2 separate regions of the Podarcis muralis genome follow, and region 1 is linked to region 2. A link is a contact called in public Hi-C data. All regions are on one chromosome and are shown on one strand. Each heading gives the region's core, a stretch centred on a gene start, on an enhancer-like site or on the middle of the called end of the contact. The rest is flanking DNA. Distances are from core to core; before and after follow the strand shown.

Region 1 (4,658 bases), core at 425-2,924, 270 kb after region 2:
TTAAATTAACTATAGTTTCCAGGTTTTGGCTTCATACCAGGAAGGCTTTTCAAGGAGTGGGGAGGATTTGAAATCCTGTACAGTGGTACCTTGGGTTAAGTACTTAATTCGTTCCGGAGGTCCGTACTTAACCTGAAACTGTTCTTAACCTGAAGCACCACTTTAGCTAATGGGGCCTCCTGCTGCTGCCGCGCCACCGGAGCATGATTTCTGTTCTCATCCTGAAGCAAAGTTCTTAACCTGAAGCTCTATTTCTGGGTTAGCGAAGTCTGTAACCTGAAGCGTATGTAACCCGAGGTACCACTGTAGAACTTCAAAGTGGGGAGGCTCCAAAAGCCCACTCAGCACCAATCCCTTTCAACACAGAGATCAGTTCAGGGTAGGTTTTCCAAGACTCCCCACACCCACCCCTTTCAAGCCCTGATTGTGGAGCCTAAAAGGAGGGTTATGGGAGACTTGGAATTCTGCCCCACGTTCATCCTTGCAAACTTTTGCCCCACCCCACCTGGCAAAGTTGAGTGTCTGTGCACACAGGAGTGGGCACGACAAGCCGATAATTTTGCTGCCCCACTTCCCAACCTGCTGCTTGGGACACATGCCAGCTCTCTCCCACCTGCTTGGTCCAGGCCTGCATCCATGATGAGAAGTCTTCTATGACTTTTGAAGTAAGAATGCAGTTTCTTTGCTCATAAATTGATACAGAAGGGATGTTGTGTTGCTGCAGAGCTTTAGAAAAGACACGTTTCTGAGCAGGGTGCACCCTCTTCTGGTAAGAAACAGCATGTGCAATTGTTATTGAACAAACAAAATTATGACGTGGATTTTGTCAACAAAGAGTTCTGTTGAGCCATATTGACTACTCGCAAATGGTGATCAATCATCACCATGTATATCACTCCTTGCAAAAGTTAATCATATCCTATACAACTTTACACATGAGTCCCATTTACTTGTAGGTTTTACTCCCAAGTAATTTTAGGATCGGTACCCAATCCGATTCATCTTTACACAGAAGTAATTCCCAACTTCTCAATGGATCTTCTACCCAGCATTCCCAAACTATGTGTGCTTAAAATGTAGAAGCCTCTAGCTGATATATATTTATCACTGAATTTTATGTATGATTGTTATTAATCGAGGGCCAAATGTTCGTTTTATTAACATACTGATCCCGCCCTTTATTATCAAATTCCAATTCAGCTTACAAAAAAATATATATATATAATAAAAGCTAGATCCCATTCAGGTAGAAGGTGCTTAAGAAATAAAGAGAACAGGTCTCTGCCCGCAGGAGCTTCCAATCGAGAAAAAGACACACTGGAAATAGATGGAAGCAGCCCGCGATCGTCTCCTCCTCCTCCTTTGCCACCCATCTTGAGTCCGGACGCTGCTTAGGTGCAGCCTCCTCGGTCCCCCCCCCCCAAAGAATGGCTGTTTGGTTCCGCCCACAGCCTAAAGTACCTATGCTCACTCTACCCCCACCCCTGTCTCAATGGTTCGGTCCTCTTTCAGCCATCCAATTATCTTCCCCCCCTCAACCCGCTTCCTCCCTCAAACACTTCTCTGAAGCGATTCTCTCTCTCCCCCGCCCTCCGCGCGCGCGTGTGTGTGTTCGGCGCGCGCACCTCTGCCGTCACATCCGCAAGGGCTCGTCGCCCCTCGTTTCTCGCGACGCTTTCCCAGGGTTCCCGCTCTCTTTTCCAAGATGGCGGCTCCCGAGGTGGCTCCGGCTGAGAGCTGGCTCCGTACCCGGGACGTGCATCTGCACGAAGGGCCCGAAGACTTCGGGTCGCTGCTGCTGTCGGCCCCGGTCCTGGAGGGGCTGAAAGCTGCCGGGTTCCTGAGGCCTTCCCCAGTGCAGCTCAAAGCCATCCCGCTGGGGCGCTGCGGCCTTGGTGAGGCGGGATGAGGGATTGGGATGAGGGGTGTGGGCTGTCGCCTTGTGCGGCAGGATCCCCAGGGTCAGCAGATCCCGATATGGATCTTTCTTTCTCCTCGCCATTGTTCCTTGTGTAGATCTCCACTCCTTCCCTGGCAGGGAATGGACTGCCATTGGGGTTTGAGCTTCGGGTGCCAAAATGTCTTGGGCCGGCCCTGGGTGCCAAAGGATAGGAGAGTGCCAAAAACTTGCGTTGGGAAGAAAAATGCTGAGGCATGTGGGTTGTAGAAGGTACAGTGGTACCTTGGTTCCCAAACTTAATCCGTTCCAGAAGTCTGTTCCAAAACCAAGGCTCGCTTTCCCATAGAAAGTAACGCAGAATGGATTATTCCATTCCAGGCTTTTAAAAGCAACCCTTAAAACAGCAATTTAACATGAATTTTACTATCTAACGAGACAATTGATTCATAAAAAGAAAGCAATAAACAATGTACCGCAGTCACACAATCAGTCAGTAGCTGAACTGGGTTCCACACAGTCAAAAAAACAAAAGAGAGAGCCACAAAAATACAAAATAAATAGCAAAAACAGGCAGACCTCAGCGTAACACTCAAAACGGAAGTGTGGCACTCAAATAGGAAGCATAACACTCAAAACGGAGCACGTTTGGCTTCTGAAAAAAGTTTGCAGACCAGAACACTTCTGGGTTTGCAGTGTTTGGGTTCCAAGTTGTTTGAGTACCAAGGCGTTTGAGAACCAAGGTACCACTGTAACAGCCATTTTACCTTTCGGAGGGTGATGTGCCAGAGCTTTGTGCTTTCATTCAAAGCATGTTTAAGGAGGCCTTTCTGAGGCAATGAGCCTTTTGCATATTGCAGTAGGCTCCTTAGCTAAGTGGTTAATATGCAAAACTGGGCTGTAGGTTGCAGGGCAGCCAAACTAAAGTGGCATGTGCCACAGATGCAACCATTGTCTTCTTTTGTCTTTGTGGATTTTTTTTAAAGGTGTAAAGAGAGGGCATGGAGGGAGATGGACTATGAAAAACAGACAATAAAACATTTACCGTATTTTTCGTCCCATAGGACGCACCTAGTTTTTTTGGGGGGAAATAAAGGAAATTCCCCCCCCCCTTTACTTCCCCCCCCCCAAACCAGGTCGGGGAAACCAAACCAGGTCGGGGAACAGCGGGATGGGGCGCTGCGCCTCCCCGCTGTCCCCCGAGTTTGTGGGGCTGGCCGATGTCTGCCCTGCACGAGGGGCGCTCTGGAGCCGGGTGGCAGGCTGCTATCCGCAGCGCGGGGAGCCCTGCAGGAACTCCCGCAGGGCTCCCCACGCTGCAGATGTCTGCCCGGCGGGAGGGGCGCTCTGCTTCAGGGCGCATCGCGCGCCGGGCGGCAGGCTGCGCACCGACCCCTCTCGCTCTCCAAGCTTCAGCGAAAGCCTGTATTCGCCCCATAGGACGCACACAGATTTCCCTTCCATTTTTGGAGGGGAAGAAGTGCGTCCTATAGGGCGAAAAATACGGTAAGTTGGGTCTGTGCAGGACTTTTGGATTAAAATTGATGTTTTGAGAGTCTTATTATTGATTGATTTGGTGAATACTCTGTATATGTCCTGGTATGCAGTGAGATGAGAAATCAAGCACACACATAGCATTTTACATCCACCTGCATATTGTAGAGAAAGATCAGAAGTGAAGGGCAAGTTGCCTTCAAGAAAATTGCTATTACAAGAAGACCCACTCCTGGTGCCCCTTTTGTGCTTGTACCAGCATAGGAGCTTTGTGTTATGTGTTTGTTTGTATGTCACTTGGAAGACACAAAATTGCCAGATGAAGCTAATAATACTGATGAAACACCTAGTGTCAATTTTAATATATATTAATGTGATTGGTGTACTGTAAATATTTATTCGCTATTAGATGGCTGACTGTTGGATGGTTTTAGCTTTGGAGCGATATTCCATTGAAAGTGAATTGGTTGCTGATGACGTGACTGGCCTTATTTACTTGATTCTTTTGTCCTGGATTTTTGGTGGTGATCTTTTGGCTGCTTCTTGACATTTTTCTATTTGTTTTCTTTTCAGATCTCATTGTACAAGCAAAATCTGGCACTGGTAAAACCTGTGTCTTCTCTACTATTGCACTTGATTCCCTTATTTTGGAAAGCCTGGTTACGCAGGTGAGCATGATAGTTTTGTGTAAAGTTTTGAGAGAAGTGATGTCAGTAATCAATAACAAGATTATTTACAAGGGCAGTGCTATTCAGTGAGAGTTTCATTCTAGCTCCCTCATAGGTAAGCTTTATTATAACGATATAGGTAGGTAGCCGTGTTGGTCTGCCGTAGTCAAAACAAAATAAAAACATTCCTTCCACTGGCACCTTAGAGACCAACTAAGTTTGCTATTGGTATCAGTTTATTATAACTATTACATATGGATTTATGCTGATATTTAAGGATGCTTTGTAAGTGTGATTGACACTTATTGAGGGGATATCTGGCTTCTAGCTGACTAAAACTGCCATCAAAGAAGTGTCACTTATTGGTCCCTCAACTGTTACGGGAGCAGAGGGGTTAATAATCTAGGAAATATGATGTATTCATTTTTTGTTTGTTCTTCTAGTCTATTCACAGCTTGACCTTTTTTCAGATTTTGATCTTGGCCCCTACCAGAGAGATTGCTGTTCAGATTCATGCAGTTATTACAACTATTGGGATCAAGATGGAAGGTTTGGAATGTCATGTCTTCATTGGAGGAACCCCTTTAAACCAAGATAAA
Region 2 (5,092 bases), core at 454-2,953:
TAAATGGAAACACTGGACAAGCTGAGATGTGAGCCACCCCCATTTGCTAGGATGGAGACTGAAACCCATTTTTATTATTGATCTTGAATGTAGGTGAGGGGAATCTCTGGCCTGTGAGTCTAATTACAGCCATTAGGGCTCCCTATTTGCCTCACAAGGCTGTTTTGGCCAAGTCACAAGCACCTGCCCTGCACTTGACGTCATATATGCCAGCAGGTGTTGGGCAGGTAAAGACATGGTTTGGATGAAAGGGGTTGTGCAAACACCACCAAGCAGCTGATTGACGCTGCCTGCAAAGCCCCTTACCCAGTGCTGCCTATTGGCTTAGAGCTGGTGTTTGAGAAGCATGTACACAGGACTTCCCTAATGCCAGCAATCAGTGGATAGTCAACACTAGCGAAGTACTGCAAAAATGGCCACTGGTGCCATCATGATGTCAGGTGGTTGACAGGTGGTTCAAACTTGGCCTATGTGGTTGAGTGGAGATATGGACCTTACTTGCTAGCTAGCTCTCCGTGCATATATGACCTAGATTCCACATGTGGAAATGGAGAACAGAATAGCAGAAGTTTAGTGCTTGCTGGCAGAGATACGGTTTAGGATTTCCTGTTGCTATACTGATGTTGCCTTGGGACTAGCAGTATCAGCCTTTGTACGTTGGTACCTTGGTTTAAGAACAGCTTGGTTTATGGACAACTGGATTAAGAACGCTGCAAACCCAGAAGTAGGTGTTTTGGTTTGTGAACTTTGCCTTGGAATAAGAACATACTCCGCTTCCTGTTGAGTATATTCCATTTGTAAATTGAGTCCCCCGCTGCTATGGGAAAGCACACCTTGGTTTAAGAATGTTTCGGTTTAAGAACAGACTTCCAGAACGGATTAAATTTGTAAACCAAGGTACCACTGGTAGAACCTCTGCTTACAACTGCCTCAGGTTACAAACGCTTCAGGTTACAAACTCTGCTAACCTGGAAGAGTTACCTCGAGTTGAGTACTTTGCCCCAGGATGAGAACAGAAATCGTGCGCCGGCGGCACAGCAGCAGCAAGAGGCCCCATTAGCGAAAGCACGCCTCTAGTTAAGAACAGTTTCAGGTTAAGAACGGACCTCCGGAATGAATTAAGTTTGTAACTAGAGGTGCCACTGTAACTGGGTGGCAGGAATGTCGAGTTGGAGACAGAAGTATGGGGCCTTCTTTGGAATCTACTGCCCATTGTTGCCACTTTTATTTATTTTCATTTGTTAAATTTATATACCACCCTTCATCAAGAGACCACAAGAAAGTTTATAACATAGGTAAAGGTAAAGGTAAAGGTACCCCTGCCCGTACGGGCCAGTCTTGACAGACTCTAGGGTTGTGCGCTCATCTCACTCTATAGGCCGGGAGCCAGCGCTGTCCGCAGACACTTCTGGGTCACGTGGCCAGCGTGACAAGCTGCATCTTGCGAGCCAGCGCAGCACACGGAACGCTGTTTACCTTCCCGTTGGTAAGCGGTCCCTATTTATCTACTTGCACCCGAAGGTGCTTTCGAACTGCTAGGTTGGCAGGCGCTGGGACCGAACGACGGGAGCGCACCCCACTGCGGGGATTCGAACTGCCGACCTTTCGATCGGCAAGTCCTAGGCGCTGAGGCTTTAACCCACAGCGCCACCTGCGTCCCAAGCGGATAACATAACATTATAACATAGAACACATAATAAAAAGGCAATAACCCATCGCTCCTCACTTTAAAAGGCTATAGATTGATTGGCAAGTGAAGGCCTGGTTGAAAAGGAATGTTTTCACCTGGTGCCTCAATGTAAAGGGCACATTTATGTCCTGACACTTAAATGTTTTAACTTCCTCTTAAATATTTCTTTCACATAAAAACCAAGTTTGTAACTTCCTGTCAGGTTGGATGTTACTACATTGTTTCCTAAAGTTACCTCACCCCTTTATTGCTACATTTCATGGAAGTTGTTAAAATAAGATGTTTTTGAAAACTTCTTAGTAACCAACGTAACAGAGGGTGCCTAGGAACCTGTCATGAAAAGCGATCAAAATGCCATCCTTATCAAGCATGAGATGCTATCAGAAGCTTCAGGAAACCTATTGATAAAGTTAAATGATTTCTTTATCTTACAGATTTTCATTTCCTGTATTATCTTTATTTAAAGTACAGACCTTCAGACACACACACACACACACACACACACACACACGGCTTGTGCCAGTATTCAGTTTCTTATCAATACTTCAAATATGGGGTTTTTTTGTTTTGTTTCATAGCAACTTGCCAAAGCAGGTTGGAATGTGTGAAGCATTAACAGGAACTATTTTTCTCTGTGGGTTCCCGCATGAGAGCTACTCTTTGAGAGACAGAGTACAAGAGAACAGCTTACTTAACTTCTGCAATTCTACATGGTATCGGGAAGAGTTTTTTTTAAAAGGCCGGTTAGCAGGGAAAGCCTTAGATTCCACCTCTTCTACATCTTCTACATTGGGCTCTTGCTCTGTGAGGGCACCATAACTCAAAGTTGAAGAGGACCGAGAGAAGCTTGTCCATGAATACTTTGCACATTGTCTACATCATCGTTGAGGTGCTGATAGCAGTGACTGCCACCTTAGGAAATGCTCTAGTGATCTGCGTGGTGAGACGGATCCCAGCCTACCAGAACACCACTTTTTACTTCATTGTGTCCTTGGCACTGGCTGATATTGCCGTTGGGGTCCTTGTTGCCCCTCTGGCCGTTGTGCTGAGATTGGAGGTTGTTCTCCACTTCTACGCTTGCCTTTTCATCTGCTGCATCTTGATGATCTTTTGTCACGCTTCCATCATGTCCCTGCTGGCCATTGCAACAGACCGATATCTGAGAGTGAAACTGGCCATACGGTGAGTACCACGAAGTCATGGCTGTGGATTTTCATTGGAAAAGTTACAATATATTCCATGCACCAAAATAATGTCGTAGCACCTGTAATGCTCCTTGTGCTTTCTCCCAGCCTGCAGAAAATGAAAAAGACTGTCACAAATCATAGTATAGGGGCGGTGCTGCAAGCACAATCCCATCTGTAAAATATTTTAAACTAACCTGCTTTTTCAAATAGATACAAAGCAATGGTCACACGGAGAAGAATCTGGGCGGCTCTGAGTTTCTGCTGGATCACATCTCTATTGGTGGGGCTTGTGCCCATGTTTGGATGGAACCTAAGGAAGCCTGAAAACCCCATCTACTTGATGTGTTCTTACCCAAAGGTGATGAGCATGGATTACGTGGTGTACTTCAGCTTCTTCTCCTGGATCCTTGTCCCACTGCTGGTCATGTGTGCTCTCTACTCCGAGATCTTCAACATCCTCCAAACGAAGCTGAAACAAAACACAACATCCATGAAAGGAACACGGATCCTTTATGGGAGGGAGTTCAAGATGATCAAATCTTTGGCTCTGGTCCTCTTCTTGTTCATTGTGTGCTGGCTGCCTCTGCTCATTATCAACTCCATCTCACATTTCTGCCAAATATGTCGTGTCCCCCTGCCGGTCTTAGATGTGGCCATCCTGCTCTCCCATGCCAATTCTTCCCTAAATCCCATTGTGTATGCCTTGAGGATCAAAAGGTTCCGAAAAATGTATATCCTGATTTTGAAAACCCATGTCTTCTGCCTGAAACAAGAACCAGACACATCTAAAATGGAGAACACGTCCTCGGATCAGGTGATAGAAGAAAGTATCTGAAAAAACACTGAAAGAGTATTTCCTCACCAAAAGTCCTTGTTTTCTTTCTTCCACAGTGTGAGTATTTAGTATGACTGAATGAGAGACTCCAAGATAGTTGGAACACTGTAAATTCCATGCCCTCCCACATTTGTTAGATAACATTTGATTTCATTACTTTAATAGTATGAAAAATGTAGGTCTGTTTGTTGCAGAATAAAGAAACCAATGAATACAGGCCACTTTCATAGGTCTGGTGGCTACTGTGGTCTATTATTTAATTTTTGAAATGTTAACTTTAAAGTTGGTATTGAAAATTACCAACACAGGGTGGGGCCTGGTTGTCACAGGGACTGCATTCTCTTTCCTATGTTCTCCATTCAACATCTGAGGTCCTTTTCCATCTCATTCCCCAACTGAAGCATGACAGGTGACCAGAAGCAGCAGAGCCTTTCCAGTTGTGGCACCAACCTTATGGAATGTCCTTCTCAGGGCAGCCCACATGGCTCTCATCATTAAGCTTTTTTGTTTTTGTTTTGCTTAATTTGCTGGTCCAGCAGACTGCTTTGGGAAGCTGACTGGTGGCTTTTCCCTGTTCTTCATGCCACTGTGATGGAGCAATGCCTTTTTAAAAATGGATTTTTGTATCCTGCTTAGATACTTTAAAATATTAAGTGGTTTAGAAATGCAAAGAAAGATTGGCAAGGGGAAGCCACATCTTCTTGTCTATCCAAATGGGCTTTCATGTTCTCTGTTAGCAATTTTAGGAACCTGACCTCTCAGTTTCTCTCGTGCTCTGCCGTTTTCCTTCAGTTCCATTGGCATGTAACAAAGCTTATTGAGAACTAACCAGTTTCCCAGAACAAACCCTGGCTTAATTCACCATCCTTTTCATTCCTGATTGAATTTTGCTTGTACTGATGATGTTTAGTCTTTTTGGGGACGTAGTTTCAAATGCATGTCACTTCCTGATGTGCACATTGCCCTGTGGTGGCTCATTTGCTTCATCAGAATAGGCATCCCTAATAACCCTTGTGGCGTTTGCCCTCCTAGGTGGGTCATAAGGAAAGGGTTAAATGAGTGTGAAGTGATTGGCCAGTGGGAACCCAAGGGGAGGAGTTAGAGGTAGAGTTGGAGTTGTTGGGAAGTCAGTTGGGAGTTGGAGAAGGAAGAGGGAGGATAAGTCTGTGGGTTGGTTTAGTTTTGATGTGAGAGAGTGAGAGAAACTGTTAGGATAATCAGTTAGAAGTTATTAGGAAGGTATAGGTCAGTAAAGATACTAAGATTAAGAAACTGACAAGAAAAATGATCTGAAACCATAACCTTGTTAATGCTTATAAAATAAACTTGCTTATTTGATTTAATGTTAGCAGCTGTCTGGACTCCGTGTGTACCCGAGTG

Evidence for each region. A called contact is a pair of places that touch in the nucleus more often than the background predicts.
Region 1: a contact with region 2 is called in a Hi-C map of blood, with 5 times the contacts expected there. The contact joins the promoter of DDX20 here to the promoter of LOC114599363 in region 2. A contact is called at or near these places in 2 of 3 Hi-C or Micro-C datasets (blood and tail).

What each region holds. Positions count from the first base shown.
Region 1 is chr5:65,133,183-65,137,840 of rPodMur119.hap1.1, forward strand. It overlaps DDX20 (DEAD-box helicase 20), which reads left to right and starts at 1,675. Exons shown (of 11, transcript XM_077929062.1): 1 at 1,675-1,895; 2 at 3,965-4,059; 3 at 4,530-4,658. The coding sequence starts at 1,706.
Region 2 is chr5:64,863,456-64,868,547 of rPodMur119.hap1.1, forward strand. LOC114599363 (adenosine receptor A3-like) reads left to right here and starts at 1,704. Exons shown (of 2, transcript XM_028734483.2): 1 at 1,704-2,872; 2 at 3,088-5,060. The coding sequence starts at 2,544. The coding sequence ends at 3,712.